Regions from separate parts of the Zea mays genome. Here region 1 is linked to region 2. Evidence: chromatin contacts called from public Hi-C data. All regions are on one chromosome and are shown on one strand. Each heading gives the region's core, a stretch centred on a gene start, on an enhancer-like site or on the middle of the called end of the contact. The rest is flanking DNA. Distances are from core to core; before and after follow the strand shown. Region 1 has its middle 92 kb from the start of LOC103646874. Region 2 holds the start of LOC100278112.

What was found. A called contact is a pair of places that touch in the nucleus more often than the background predicts.
Region 1: a contact with region 2 is called in a Hi-C map of leaf, with 6 times the contacts expected there. The contact joins the enhancer-like site here to the promoter of LOC100278112 in region 2. A contact is called at or near these places in 7 of 25 Hi-C or Micro-C datasets (bundle sheath, ear, endosperm and 3 more).

The regions. Positions count from the first base shown.
Region 1 is chr2:115,076,581-115,079,280 of Zm-B73-REFERENCE-NAM-5.0, reverse strand. No RefSeq gene overlaps it. Among protein-coding and RNA genes, the nearest start is that of LOC103646874, 92 kb to the left of the region's middle. Within about 2 kb of position 1,335, at least 8 of the 20 cell types and tissues checked have an H3K27ac peak or open chromatin away from gene starts, as enhancers often do. A contact at or near this core is called in ear, leaf and leaf mesophyll, where this site is marked.
Region 2 is chr2:114,550,506-114,553,205 of Zm-B73-REFERENCE-NAM-5.0, reverse strand. It overlaps LOC100278112, which reads right to left and starts at 1,258. Exons shown (of 9, transcript NM_001349964.1): 1 at 906-1,258; 2 at 39-127. LOC109944017 (a long non-coding RNA gene) reads left to right here and starts at 2,440. Exons shown (of 2, transcript XR_002267248.1): 1 at 2,440-2,650.

The sequences.
Region 1 (2,700 bases), core at 86-2,585, 530 kb before region 2:
TAATGGTGCCCAAACTGTCCCTGTCAGAAAGGAAGAAATCTGATGAGCAACTGAAGACTGAAATTCAGAAAAGTGAAATGGTACCAGTGTATTGCAGGTGATTTTTGGGCACCATAACTTGTAATCTTTAAGGATTAGGTCCAAGAGACTTATAGTAAATTTATAGACCCTTGATCTGGGAACAAGTTCTGTTAATAGTGATTGATTTGTCTTAATTAAAAATTAAGAGAAGAGGCTAATTGAAGTTGGGTGGGTCAGTCAAGAGCTGTAGATCCAAAATTGCAGAAATATCTAACTGTGATCTTTTTACTCCCTGTCGTGTCCTACTTTGGTATTGGAAATTGTAGAGATGAGGGAGAGCAAAGATATTCAGATTTATGCACATCTCTGAATTATCCTCAGTAGAAATATCTGCTACAGTGCGCTCCTATCCTTACCCCCTCTCTTTTGGCCATGGATAAACTTCACCCTGCATGACCATACTCTGTGAACCTGCATGGATCTTCTTGTGGGAGCCACGACTGCATCTAGTGTTCATAGCTATCCTTGCTGCAAGTTCAAGAATCCAGCCCCTTTGATCTTTTCCCTGCTAATATAAAGAGCAACCGGGGGGGAAGACAGGAACCAACCCAGTAATCCTTACTTTGACCAGCAACCATAGTGAGCAGCTTCAATTAGCAGTACTGCATCCCCCAAACCATACTCTAGACATGCCCTGTTCCACTGATCAAACCGCCGCGTGTGTCCGGTGACCACCTCGACAACACCTCGGCTTCACGTGGCCAGGCAATTGTGGTATGACTTAACCCCTACAAGTGTAGGTTCTAGCATCCTTATAGGCTGGTGAAGCTCACCCAGGGGTTCGTTTGATCTTTATGGTCTTAGCTTGGACAGAACGCGGGCTCGACACCTCAGGGATTGCCCTGGTGTCGATCCACCAGAACTCTGTTAATCCGGGGTCAATTGCTGTGGGCATCATGCTGTCCGTGCCTTGCTCGTGCCCCCTGTGCCTTTAATTTGTAGCGACCGGTGCTCAAATCGGTAGAGCAGGGACCGCGGTGCTAGAGTTTCACCGTGGATGCGGTCCGGCCGCTCTGTGTGTTCATAAGCCAAATTCATGCCCCAAAGCTGCGCGAATTAGGTTAAGGTTTGATCCGGTCGCTATCCAATGGCTGCCCGAGCTCTTCTCCACCGTAGTATCGCGAGGAGAACGTGTCCGCGCTGCCGGCGACGTCGGGGATTCCATTTTAAAAGACAAGAAGTTTAGGAGGGGCCGGAAGTAAAGTGTCAGTGACTCACGGGATCTGGTTGAAGTCTTCATTTTTAATATTGACTCTGGCGAGGACCTTTGTGAAAAACCGACTGCGCTGTCGTGGGCGCGCCCCCGATTTCTGTTAGAGCAGGGCCGGTTGGGCCAGTTTGGGCCCAACACTGTTAGTAGTTTTTCCTTTTCTTTTTCCAAGGATCTTTAGAAATCCATAGAAAATTACAGAAAAATGCTAAAAATATCAAACCAATTTTGCTAGACTCCTAATTTCCTATAGTATTTAGTAAAAATAGTTTCATGATTTTTAGTTCCAATAGGGAATTTTGGGACATTTAAAACCACCAAAAACCATGCTTCTGGATTTTTAGGGAATAAATAATAAATCCAAAATTCACCAAACTTTTATGGTAAACTCTAAATAATATTTCGAAGTCTTGGGTAAAGTTTGATATGATTAGGTACGATAATTGATCGCGTGATGCGGAAGACGATCCAAGTCGACCCCAAGCGCGGGCTAATCTGCATGATGATGTTGATGGACGAACCTGCCTGATCAAGTGCTAGGACAAAGGCTGATCGTCAAGTGGACGTCACCTAAAAACACTAACCTAGTGTTATTCAGGCAAGCCTCGGTGCATTCGCCACCTCCTTGTTGTTTTAAAATCTTTATCACCTTGTTTGATGCATTAGGTGATAGGAGTTATGTGCTAAACCGTTGATGCATTTCCTTCCTTGGAAAATTGATTACCCATCCTTGATACCCTTTTGAAAAAGAATTTTATGATGCTTAGCCTTGCTTTAGAAAACAAAAATGTTTTGTTTTCAAACAAAAGTGATGCTTCAGTGGGTGGGAATGTTTTCAAAAAAAATTGTGATGGTGGATCCATCAAGGCCTTGATGGGTTCAACATCGAAAAAGATGTACCTCTGCCAGGTACCAAAATTTGGGTTGAAAATAATAAAGCTGAGACCGGGCGGTTGACTTGCACGAGAAAGGAGTCTCGGTGTAGTGTCTCTGTCTGAGTCGATTAAGGACCGTCTCGATGTAGGCTTGTTGATCGAGGACCTTTTAACTTGTCACATGCCTCATCATGGGTAAGCTTTGCCTCGGGCAGACTAATACCAGAATAAGATAACACGCAATGGGAGTGGAGAGATGGCGAGAGTAGCGTGTACCCTCCATGGCAAGAGGCTGGACGGTGGTGTATATGTGCTCTCGGTTGGCGTGAACCTGATCTGGTCTTAAGAACCCCGGTGGCGAGTTGACATATGCAAGGGTTAAGTGCTACATATGTCATGTGATCGGAGATCCCCAGCTGGGTATTAATCGATTCGGATCGTCGTTACTTCTCGGACATGAAGACTTGGTCACTGACCTACACGTAGCAATCCAGTGAACTGAAGGGATGATAAAAAGACAGCTAGTATAGGCCA
Region 2 (2,700 bases), core at 9-2,508:
AAAAATGTGTATTAAATGGAAGTATTAGGGAGATGTACCTATCCACCGTTATCAAGAAAATCAAGAACAGACACCTCACCATGCTCAAAGGGGGACATTGTACCTGTATCTGTGTTCAAGTATGGATCTACAAAAATAGGAAACCAAAGTAGTAAGACCAATGCCGAGCAAAGCTTTGCTCCCTCCAAACAGTTTAACATTAGAAAGTTGAAATTTTGACTTAACCATTTACAAATAGTCAGTTTTAATTTTCTCGTTTGCCACCTGTGGATAATGTGAATTCTTAGTGACACATTTCAGACTTCGATCAATAACGAGTGCTGATGCTATTAGCTAATGCTGCCATATTCATCTTTTAAAAGCATGTTCCATTCATCCTAGAAAGGTGCCTTCATTCGTGCAAGGGTGTTGGTTGAGGATGTTCATCTGGTTGGTCTGATGGTCTCCCACCACTTTCAACCTTTTATGTGTGTTTCTACTCAACATCTTCTACAATAATTGGCAGCTATATTGTTTCCATGGTGAAGTTGCGAGAACGATGTGTATATCTGGATGACTTTAGGGATGAGTCTCCTCTGACTTAAGTGAGAGGGACTTGAATCATTAACTGTACATGGATCACAGTGAGATATATTTCCAATCTGCAAAAGGTACTAACATTACTTCAGTATCTAAATCACCCAAAGCATTTCCAGTCTAAAATTAGGAATGCACTACGACATGCGTTCATTGGTTCCCTAATTTAAAACACAGACTAAGAAATTTTCTAAACCCACGGCGGAACAGTCCTAGTAGAGACACTACACTGTCTCGCATAATTTCATGAACAACAATTTACAAGCACTACAAACCGACCCTTGAATCATCCACTTGCAAATAGAAGAAAGCGGTGATGCGGCACGTACTGGACGGCGGACCGCATCAGCAGTCGCTGGGGGCAGGGGGGCACGGACCAGAGCCACGGAGGCGACGAACGAATCGAAGACGATCCCAAGAATGAGCCAGCAAACCTACCGTCCAGCCATGCCATTGAGGTCGACAACGCTGGCCAGGTGCTCCATCAGGCCGGAGAAGTTCTGCAGGTCCGAGAGCACTCCCCGCCCCATCATCTTCTCGAGGAGGTCCATGGCGTCGGGCCCTCTCAGGGCAGGGCGGTGGTAGCAACGGTGTGGCAGGAAGGAAGAGGGTGAGATGGGGGTTGCGCGAGCTGCAGCAGCAGGGAGAGGAAGTGGATGGGTGACGCCGTGACGGCGGGGACGCGAGGGTGGGGGAGGAAACGGGCACGACCTAGGGGTAGGGGCGTCGGCTACCGTATCGCCGGGTGGGGCGTGGGGTTGTTGCGCATGCAGGGGAGGTGGGAGCACATTTGGATCGTGCAGGGATAGACGACGATTAACGCACGGGCAGGGCAGTGTTAGCGGCGACGCGAGGATCGTGGATCCTATCGCGGAGAGGACGGCGGGTTGATCAAGAAAAAAATGAGGGTGTTTTTTTTTATAAAAAAATGACGCACGACCGTTGAAACTGGTGCTTTAAGTATAGTAGAGATATACCGAAGGTTCTCTATCTTTAGGTTTGTTTTAGTAACGATGGAACAAGCTTTATCTTAATATGCACATACGAGTCGTGGTTCAAATGGACCATGCTAAGAGTCTAGAAGGTCCGAAAGGTGAAGGCACGTGGATAAGAAGACCAAGGAGGATTCAAGCGACGTGTCTGACACGATTCTAAGAAGAAAAGACAAAACGCCCTTGAAAAGACAACAATAATCTTAACGACCTCTATAGATCATGACCTCTATAGATCATGTATATGGGTTAAAGATATAAATGTAATTTTATATAAAGTTATACGTCGTATTATCCTTATAAATCCCTATAAATAGAGGTACAATGTATATGCATGGAACATGTATCTTTTTTATACCCAACAACTTCCTCGGATACCTTATTCTTAATAAAACTAAGGGGTGTTTTAATACATTAGAGCTAATGGTTTACGGATAAAATTAGTCGAGATGTCGAAACAACCAAGCTAATAGTTCAGATATTAGCTACTTTTAGTAAAATAGCTAATACTATCTTCGTTTTCGAATATTTGTTACCCGCTAGTTTATTTTACCTTAAACGCGATAAATAAAAAGAACGGAGGAAGTAGTTAGCTAGCTAATTTTTCTAGCAAATTTGTTAGTCAACTAAGTATTAGCTCTAGTGCATAGATCTTGAAGCGTTAAAAGGTACGGCATTCCACCACCTTCCGGACACCTAGGAGACACCTAATTATCATATGCAGCGATAAAATGGTAGCAAGATGGAAGGAGAAAAGGGGGAAAAGAGAGGGGATAAGGGCTCCAGCCCACTTAGACAGCCCACCATCCCAGCCCATATGCCCTCCCTCTCATCCCTATTTTGACCTACTTCTCATCTAAAAAACTCCCTACGTCGTCGCCCTACTCTCTCACGCTCCAGCGCCGCCGCCCACCCCTTCGATCTTCCTCTAGTGCTGCTCCCCTACCCTTCGAGCTCCCTCCAAGCTATCGTCGGGACATGACACCACCGCTCATCAAGCGTCACCGCTCTGTCCTTCAAGCTCCCTCCAGCACTGCCGCTGCTTCCCATCAGATCGACGCCTACTCTCCCGAGAAATCAGTGTTGGAACACTTTCCCTCATCTTTATCTCCATCCTCCCTCCCTCCCTCCA